2 separate regions of the Sus scrofa genome follow, and region 1 is linked to region 2. The links are chromatin contacts, called in public HiChIP or PLAC-seq maps. All regions are on one chromosome and are shown on one strand. The core of a region is the stretch at or near the end of the contact, and the rest is flanking DNA. Distances in the headings are between cores, read along the strand shown. Region 1 holds the start of RIOK3 (serine/threonine-protein kinase RIO3). Region 2 holds the start of NPC1 (NPC intracellular cholesterol transporter 1).

Region 1 (4,902 bases), core at 534-3,033, 110 kb after region 2:
TATGTCTACTGATCTTGCCCCGGTAAACAAGGCCATAGTAGAAAAAAACACACAAAGTAACACATAAATGTACCCACATTTGTCACCAGAATATCTTAGAATCTCCCTAGGGTTGTAGGAGAACTTTCATAAAAATTTCCTTTACTGAACAGCTAATTTCCCCCCTCCCACTTTCTCTTAAGACCTAGTCCGAAGATCTAATAAGATTAACGAGTGACCCTTTAAAGAGAACAAATGTTCTGTGTTAGCATGTAAAGAAGTGAGTGAAATGGGTAAAAGTGGTCAATAGGTAGAAACTTTCAGTTACAAAATAGTCATGGGAGTGATGTACAGCATGGTGACTGTAATTAACTAACACTGTATCATATATTTGAAAGTTGGTGAGAGTAAACCTTTTTTTTTTGTCGGGCCGCTGCCGCGGCATATGGAGGTTCCCAGGCTAGAGATCTAATCGGAGCTGTAGCCACCGGCCTACGCCAGAGCCACAGCAACGCAGGATCCGAGCCGCGTCTGCAGCCTGCTCACCACAGCCCACCGCAACGCCGGATCCCCAACCCACTGAGCAAGGGCAGGGATCAAACCCACAACCTCATGGTTCCTAGTCGGATTCGTTAACCACTGCGCCACAACGGGAACTCCGTAAGAGTAAATCTTAAAAGTTCTTAACACGCACAAATTGAAACCCTGTATGTTGACTTATTGTGGTGAGCATTTTGCAATATATACATATATAAAATCATTATGCTGTACGCCTTAAACTAATATGTGGTTATACGTCCATTATTTTTAAAGGAACAACTATGAAGCTAAAAAGTTAGTTTCCTTCAGAATCTCTTTTGAGGAACACAAAATCTCAATTGAAGCACTTCAGCTTCCAAGCAAATCCTCTGAAAAGTGGCAATCTTTTCACCCTTGTAATGAAAGTATCCTGAAAAGCAGCAGCCTGAAACCAGTAATGTGAAATAAACATTTCAGTTGGCCATTACAGGAAAAGGCTTAAACGTTAAAGCCCAGGCAGATGTTAGAAATAACAGTCTTACAGTAGCAAAACACTTGATTAACCTAAAGAAGAGGGAGGGTGCGCCTGGATTGATCTCTTACTGCCTCAAAAACAAGAAACTGTCCAAACAGGATTACCACACTTGCCAAGCTAAGGAAACAGCTTCCTAAACCACCTTTCAGTTGGGCTTTCTGTGTATAATTGGGCTGACTCACTTGGCCCAAGAAAAACAAGTTCGTACTTGCTTTCCCTCACACGTCAGCGTCTCTAAGCGAGTCCTGCCCAAATATATGCTACAGAGGCTCAAAAATCAAGGTGCCGAACTAAAGAGAGACTCCAAACCTCCCAGGGTGGCCCTTGGCAGCCTGCGCCCCGTCCCTGCTCTTCCACTCCCACCCCCCTTTCCGAGGTGGCCCCGGTCCTGCCCAGAACTTTCCGAGTCGCCTGTGGGGCCGCCCCGGCGCCTGCCACCCTCTCCGGGCCCTCCGAGAGGACCAGCCCAGGTGACTAGGGCAGGCACGTCAGCCACGACCGCCCCTCACCTTGTTGGGTCCCCAGGCCGCTGCGGGCCCGGGCTCAGGGGATGCAACTCCGACCAGATCCATGTGAGGGAAGAAGACAGCGACGGAAACAGAGCAGAGAGGTGGCAGGACAGGGAAGCAGCTTCCGTCGAGGAGAGAGGCGGTGGGGCAGGGGCGACGGGCTGCTGACGCCGGAGCTGAGGTGACAGATGGCGGCGGCGGCCGCCGCGTCCGGAACTAGACCTCTTCTCTTCCGCCCTTTTCGCTGGAACGCTCGCTTCCGATTGGCCGCCGCCCGCGGCTCCGCCTTAGGTCACCTTTCCCCGCCCCCGGCGGGCCGCACTTCCAGTTGCTGCTCCCAACCGGGAGGTGGTGGTCACTGTCTTGGTTGCCCCGCGGAGCGGTGTCGGGCGTGGCTTCCTCTGGGCAGTCCATCCTGTGTCCTGGCTCGCCGAGGGGGCTTCTGGGTCTCATTAAACAAGATTTGGACTGTATGGACTATAAATAAACAAGCAAGCCAGCTCTCCATTCATTCATCATTTATTTCCCCCTGACTTTTTTTTTTTTTTTTTTTTTTTTTTTTTTTTGTCTTTTGTCTTTATAGGTCCCCACCTGAGGCATATGGATGTTCCCAGTCTAGGAGTCTAATCTGAGCTGTAGCTGCCGGCCTACGCCACAGCCACGCCAGATCGAAGCTGTATCTGCGACCTACACCACAGCTGAGGGTGTCTCCGGATCCCGAACCACTGAGCGAGACCATGGATCCAACCCGCAACCTCACGGTTCCTAGTCGGATTCGTGTCCGCGGTGCCACCAGAGGAACTCCTCCCGGGTGACCGCTAAACTGGGATGGTGTGGGAGACCTAGAATGGCAGGTTTAGAGATGGGAAACTGAAGAGGTCCGATTTTGTTTTTATTGTTGTCGGTAGGAGGCGGGGCGTGGCATGTCAAGTTTTGTAGTGTGTTGTGTAACATTGAAAAAAAATAGGACTACATAGAAGTTTTGAGTTGACATTTTGTAGCGAGATTTTCATAACATGGCAGGATAAAAGTAGCCAAACATTATTACATTTATTTCTTTTTTTTTTTTTTTTTTTTTGTCTTTTTGCCTTTTCTTGGGCCGCTCCCGCGGCATATGGAGTTTCCCAGGCTAGGGGTCTAATCGGAGCTGTAGCCACCCGCCTACGCCAGAGCCACAGCAACGTGGGATCCGAGCCGCGTCAGCAACCTACACCACAGCTCACGGCAACGCCGGATCCTTAACCCACTGAGCAAGGCCAGGAACCGAACCCACAACCTCATGGTTCCTAGTCAGATTCGTTAACCACTGCGCCACGACGGGAACTCCTGTGTCTCATTTATTATATCCAGGCAGTGCTCAAAGTACTGCAATAACACTTCTCAAAATAATTCTGAGAGATAAATTAAATCATTATCTCTGTTTTACTGATGATGAAACAGACACAAGAGAGGTAAAGTAACTTGCCCGGTGGTCTGTGGATGAAAATAATCAATAATCAACCTATAATAGTAGTACAAAAGAGATTTATTTGAGCCAAACCGAGGACTCTAGCACAGAAGACAAACTCTTAGATAAATCAGGAACTTCTCCAGAGAAGTACGGTTTTGCAGCACAGTTTTATATCTTAGCAGAACAAAGAACATCAAACAAATCAGAGATACATTCCTCTAGTTTCGAAACAAACAAACTAGATGGGCAGGTACACAGGGAGTCAGTATATACAACCTTGGTCTGGGAAGGGAGTCTTATCAATGAAGTCGTGCCAGTATTGGCTTTCCACGAAGGGAGACATTTAATCTTTATTTTTAACATGACTTTATTTCCAGTCAATGCACGCTTTTCTTTAATACGTGAAGCAGATGTACAATATAGGTTTGATAGGGCACGAACAGGCTGTTTTATTTTTTATTTTTTAAAAATTTTTTTGTCTCTCTTTAAGGCCACACCCGCGGCACCTGGAGGTTCCCAGGCTAGGGGTCGAATTGGAGCTGTAGCTGACAGCCTACACCAGAGCCACAGCAATGCCAGATCCAAGCCGCATCTGCGACCTACACCACAGCTCATGACAACGCTGGATCCTTGACGCACTGAACCAGGCCAGGGATTGAACCCAAAACCACATGATTCCTAGTTGGATTCATTTTGGCTGCACCACAATGGGAATTCCAAGATTCTCTTTTCTTTTCTTTTTTTGGTCTTTCTGTGTTTTCTAGGACAGAACCCGTGGCATGTGGAGGTTCCCAGGCTAGGGAGCTAATCGTAGCTGTAGCCACCGACCTATGCCAGAGCCACAGCAATGCCAGATCCAAGCTGTGTCTTTGACCTACACCACAGCTCACAGCAATGCCAGATCCCTAACCCAGTGAGCAAGGCCAGGGATCGAACCCACAACCTCATGGTTCCTAGTCAGATTCGTTCACCACTGAGCCATGATGGGAACTCCTAAGCAGACTGTTTTAGTTAGCATAAAATTCAAGGTAACTCATGTCTAAGCTAGAATGACCTCAATATGTGAAATTTTCTGTTATCAAGTTAAAAGCAAATGAATGGCAAAGCTGACGTGCGGTGAACCCAGGCAAGCTGGGCCGGGGTTGAGGAGGGGAATGGCTGTATATTGTATATGTGCTGACCATTAAGACTTTCTAGAAACACACACTGATAGCAGCATTCTTCCTAAATTGGAGTTCTGAGCCAAGATGCCTAGCTGTCAATTCTTGAGATTCCTTGAGATACAGACTTTAAGGGTTTCCATTAGGACACAATCCTTGCCTCCTTCCCATCAGTTAGCAAATATTATCTAATGTATGAATGAATGTATGTGGAAATTGTGTTTCCCTCTTAGTATTCAAAGGATTACAAGCGGGGTATAAGTAGTTGAGGAAGTGGGTTTAACCAGAAATTAAATGGACCTCTCAGTTCTGGGTAGGAGAGAAACAGGAGAGAGCATCAATCAAGAGGAGGTATTTGAGCTTCCTATTAAATGTCCTAAGAATTTCTAAAGAAACAGATTGAAAGGAAAAGAGCAGATCAGAAAGAGGCTGAGTTCTTTGGTGGCACAGCAGGTTAAGGATCCAGTGAACTCACTCCTGAAAGTCTGGTTGCTGCTGTGGCGTGGGTTTGATCCCTGGCCTGGGAGCTTCCACATGCTGTAAGTGTGGTAAGAAAGGAACAAAGGAAAGAAGGAAGGTAGGAGGGAAGGAAGGAGGGAAGAAAGAAAATGACCCAGACACAGTGCATGACAAAAATGTGCCAGTGAGAAGCTCTTGGGTGGACATATCAGAAAAGGAGAGGAAGTTGAGAGTAAAACTAAGAACCCAAATGTTTGCATTAGATCATGTATTCAACAAATTTTTATTGAA
Region 2 (5,147 bases), core at 43-2,542:
GGGCGAGCACTAAGAGCCTGAGAGCAAGCAGTGCATGAGGCTAGGAGGTCATCATGGAAGATCTAGGGCTGATGGTCCAGAGGAGATTCCTATAGTTTCAATACCCAGCCAGTTACGTGGACTTTTCAGAGCAGGCAGAGGCGGTCGGGAGGCAAGTCAGTGACTGAATCAGCCACTTTGTAGAGTAGGAATGAGAACATCAGCTGTATCGTGGTCCTAACTCAATTGGAGTTGATCATTGCTACAGATGGATAGTCAACCTTTTCATTGTAAATTGGCTTCTACTGTGGGAAGAAGAAATTCTTTCCTCCATTTCCTTAACTACAAAATCGAAATGACTTATGCTTTTGAGTGCTCTTAATAATTGAAACCTGAGGAGAAATGTTACCAGAAATGAATATAATAATAATAGGTATTAAAACCAAAAAAGATTATCTCAACCAAGTGTAAGACTCAAAACCCAAGATGCTTCTTTTTTTTTACTTTCGTGATAGTTCACCTAGAACCTAAAGGACTCTAGTCCCACCCACCAGGGGTGATTTGGGGGTGGAGGGGGCTCTTGTTCCGGCCGCCGGTTCTCTGTCACGCTCGGTTCCCCCAGCAGATGGTGCAGTTCTAGCGCTTTTACAAAATGGGCTGAGCAGATAGAAAACAGAGATTGGGTAGCTCAGAGGCATCGCCCACTGCCACGCTCCGCCCATCGAACTGTCAGATCACAACACTGTCAGGCCACTACGTGGCACCGCCCCCAGCTTTGCTAGAAGTGTCCAGACACGGGTTTCCTTTTGGGTGACTGGGTTTGGAAGAAAAGCTTGCTCCGGGTGCTAACTGGGGACGAAGTAAACACATATTCCTCTGAGAAGTGGGGTCTCCATTGAGAAAACGGTCCCCAAGCATTCCCATTTACTAAAACCTTCTCGTCCACAGTCTCCAATCCAGGAAAGACAAAAAGGGGAGAAATGAGTTGAAGCATCAAACCCACACATCGATGGGACAACTCAGAAATATCCTTTTCAGGCCGGATTCCAAAGGTTCAGCGGCTCAAGTCGGGGCGTCCCCAACCCCTTGACGTGCCCCCAGGCGCAGCAGGGCGGAGAAGCGCAGAGCCGGCACTTGGGAGGGTGCCGTGGCCTCACGAGGTCGGGTCCCGCTTAGCCCCGCCCCTGTCCCGCCCAAGACGAGTCCAGGGCGTCCCGGCAGTGGCTCCACCCAGAAGTGGGAGGGGCCGACGACGCCTTCCTTCCTGACCTGCGCGCGCAGCCAGCCGGCTCTGGTGTCTGTTCCCTCCCTCAGCCGGCGCGGCAGCCTGAGACGTCTCGGGACGCTGAACCGGACTGCCAGCTGAACCTCGGACGTCCGCCGCCCGGCGTCGCGGCAGCATGAGCGCGCGCGGCCCGGCCTTCGGCCTCCTCCTGCTGCTGCTCTGCCCTGTGCAGGTGAGCGGATGTCCGCGACCTGGGCGGGCTCTGGGGGATGTAGTGGGGCCGCGAATCGGGGAGGGTGGCGGGCTGTGCTGCGGCTTAGACGCCTCCGGTCCCAGAGGGGACCAGCCGCTGGGCGGCTGAAGAAGTTGGTCTAGCGGTGGAGCTCCTGGAGATGCCCCCCGCCCACCTCTCCCGTGCCTTCTGTCCACGCACATTTCCCTGTGGTCTGGAAGATGGCTACTGAAAGCTGCCTGTTTGACCTGTCTTGAACCCATTCCACCTGTGGTCACCTAATTTATGGGTTTAGGATGTGGAATCAGAGGGAAGGAGGAAAGTGGGTAGAGAGGGTAGGGTTCTTATTTAGTCTGCCTTTTTCCTCCTCTTAATTCTGCCACATGCACACGAATTCTTTATAAATTTATTTAGAAGATCTGACCACTTTATGTTTCTTTTTCTCCTTCCCTAAAGCTGAGGGTGGGAGAGGAGGTAAAGGAAACTATCCATTTAGGCACCAAATTGGAGCAGACCTAAGTACTTTATGTATGTCAGTGTGATCTTCTAAAGAGCGCAAGTGACTTCTTATCCGCTCCCTTTACGTCTTGAGAAACAGGCTCACAGGTGTAGTGGCCATTGAATTTCGTCTTGTCACATTACTAGCTCTGGAGAGAATGGGGCCTGGAGCTCCGAGTCCTGACTCCCTGGGTCGGCTTTCCTTTGGTTTAATAGCCTTGGGCCTCAGCCCTTGCTGCTGTTTGTGTCTAGAGTGTTCTCTTTTAAAACTGTGGAAGTCAGGGGGAATGTCTAAGGATGTAGTGCTGATTAAACCAGATCCAGATGAAGGAATGAGCCTCTGGAATCCCCTGCCCTGGTGCCCACTCATGGGTGTGTCAGTGATGAGGGGTTAGTGAGTCATAGGGGAAAGCAAACGAAGGGGTTTCCTGTACTAGAAAAACCTCTCCTTGGACTTCTGCATCCTTCTCAGAAGGAGACAGGTGGTGCTGACCCAGGAGAGGCCTCCTGGCTGTGCCTGCGGTGGGGGGCTCACCCTTCTGGTGCCTGGATGTGATGGGAGGCGGAGGAAAGCAAGTTTCAGGCAGGTGGTTTGGAATGGGGTCAGCTGGTAGACCACCTGCTGGCTCTTGGGCTTTGCACACTTTATTCTTTCAAGTCTAATGTTTTCCGAAGATAAATAATACCTCACATGACTAGTAATGTGATATGTGGAGAGACCTCATCACTGTAGTAAAAACTCAGGAAATAGTAGCAGTTAGTTGCTTTGAAAATAGAGTGATTCAGTTTCCCTTGAGTTTTAGGTCAGGGTCTAATAGGCAGGCTTTGCATTGCTAAGTAGCTTTTATCTCGGAAATCCTTTTACCTCAAGGTAGTGGCCAAGGCTGATGGCCAGTGAGGGCCTCTTCTCCTAGGACTTTTGAGACAGGTCAGAAGTTGATCATAAGTTTCTTGCAAAACTCCTTGAGAGGGTTTGTAAATATGAACTGGAAATGCTTTTGTTATTTTAGGATTAACTCCCTCTTGTCTACACAGGCTTTCAGTACACCCAAACAGAGAGCAGGGCTGGTGGTAGGACTCCCTGCTTTTAGAATTCTCACTGATGACAGCAGCTCGTCTGGGTTCAGTGTGAGCTCTAATAAAGTTCTGTTGCAGAATTCCAGACTAACTGTCCTCCATAAGGTCTGAAATATATTTTGGGGGGATTTTTGCCCTCCTTAATTTTTTTTTTTTTTTGGCTTTTTAGGGCCGAATTCTCGGCATATGGAGGTTCCCAGGCTAAGGGTCCAATCGCAGCTGCAGCTGCCGGCCTACACCACAGCCACAGCAATGCAGGATCGGAACCACAACCGCAACCTACACCACAGCTCACAGCAACGCTGGATCCCCAACCCACTGAGTGAGGCCAGGGATTGAGCCTGAAACCTCATGGATCCTAGTCCGGTTCGTGAACCGCTGAGCCACAGCAGGAACTCCTGCTCTCCTTAATTTTTAATTTTTATAGATGATGAAATAACATTGCTACACTGCATGATTTTCAGACCTCATGCTTATCCAAATAATATGTGCAGTTTTGAGAAATAGTACATGTCTCTCTTGACTATAATTTTCTTGAACCTGGACCCTAATGAGGCCTGGGTAGGTATTAAGCCGTCAAAACTACTTTTCCTGGAGTTTCCGTTGTGGCTCAGTGGTTAACAAATCCGACTAAGTACCATGAGGTTGCGGGTTTGATCCCTGGCCTTGCTCAGTGGGTTAAGGATCCAGCGTTGCCGTGGGCTCTGGTGTAGATTGCAGATCCCTCATTGCTGTGGCTCTGGCATAGGCCGGTGGCTATAGCTCTGATTAGACTCCTAGCCTGAGAACCTCCATATGCCGTGGGTGCAGCCCTAAAATAGACAAAAAACAAAACAAACAAACAAAAAAAACTACTTTTCCTGAGGAGGTTGGGAATGGATTGATCTTTGGGCCTGAGAATATTGAGGAATAACCCTCTGAAATTGGAGCAAATGTGGATAATCTTTTCCAGTCTCTCCTATCCCTTGATTGATGCTATGATCAATTATCTTACTAATGTAAGTAATCAAGGGAAATGGCTTTTTGTTTGGTTTTGTTTTGCTTTGTTTATTATCAGCAAGTGCGCAGAAAGAAAATGACTTGCTGAATAGGTCTTTGTATTCCTTCAGTGTTTGTCCTGTTACCCAGAACAAAGATTCCTCTTTTCCTGTGTAACCCGTGCCCTCCCAGCACTCCTCCGAAAAGGGATGCTTTTCAGGGTGTTTTACAGATGACACATTACCTGTGTGGAAGCTGGAGTGAGCCAGCTCTCATCTTCTCAGGTGCCCCGTCTGCTTTTTCACCCACAGCTCTGTGAAGGGCACCTGCTCTCCAGCCACATAAACTACTTGCTGTTCAAACCCTGCCTGTCTTCCAAGGCCCAGTTCAAAAGCATCATCATCTGTGATATTGTCATCCTGCCCCCTCAACTAGAATGCCTGCCCTCTGAAGTTCTAAATTTTTGTTTAAACTGCTACAGCAGTAGCATTTACTGCCTGGCAAAAGACTTTTGAGTTTTTTAACTCTGGAGAGTTCTTGACTCTTCCTCTTATGCAAGACTGTCTCCTCGTCTGTAAGATGGGCTTAACAACTCTGCCTACATCTCAAGTTGTTTGTGGAAGACAGGGAAATATTGTTCGAATTGAACTCCCAGACGACAGGCTTCTTGAGGGCAAGAATCCTATTTTACCAGCTCCAACACAGCCTGGCCCTTTTACCCATCTCAACCGGCCAATCACTGGGGCTTCATGGATTTGGAGGAGGGGGAGAGGGATTCAGAGGCTAGCAGAGATGAGAATTGGATGCGCATTTGGTGTCTGGGCGATTGAAAAGATCAACTGTGCCCCAACAGGCTTCCTTTTGCTTGGACTGTGCCTGTTACTTTCAGTCTTTAGACTACTTGCATTGGCAAGAAAACTTTAAAAAACAAAACAAAACAAAACAAAAACAACCAAAGAACAAAAACCCCCAGCTCTCTCTGATGCAAGTGTACTGTTGGGGGATTTGAAAGGGAATCTTTAGAATTAGGCCACAGAGGAGTTCAAATTACCATCATTCACTAATTTCATAAATATGAAGGAGTGCAGTGAGGGATACAAAAGTAGATCAAAAAGAATCACCACCTATGCAGAAAGTAGTTTGTCTAGAGACTGTAAA

The links. HiChIP or PLAC-seq counts read pairs in DNA pulled down with a chosen protein or histone mark.
Region 1: a contact with region 2 is called in an H3K27ac HiChIP or PLAC-seq map of alveolar macrophages. The contact joins the promoter of RIOK3 here to the promoter of NPC1 in region 2. A contact is called at or near these places in 1 of 5 promoter capture datasets (liver), 6 of 47 Hi-C or Micro-C datasets (blood, embryonic fibroblasts, heart right ventricle and 2 more) and 1 of 2 datasets of contacts at active chromatin or transcription factors (alveolar macrophages).

Annotation. Positions count from the first base shown.
Region 1 is chr6:108,335,867-108,340,768 of Sscrofa11.1, reverse strand. It overlaps RIOK3 (serine/threonine-protein kinase RIO3), which reads right to left and starts at 1,783. Exons shown (of 13, transcript XM_021096177.1): 1 at 1,543-1,783. The coding sequence starts at 1,605.
Region 2 is chr6:108,446,631-108,451,777 of Sscrofa11.1, reverse strand. It overlaps NPC1 (NPC intracellular cholesterol transporter 1), which reads left to right and starts at 1,292. Exons shown (of 26, transcript NM_214322.1): 1 at 1,292-1,436. The coding sequence starts at 1,380.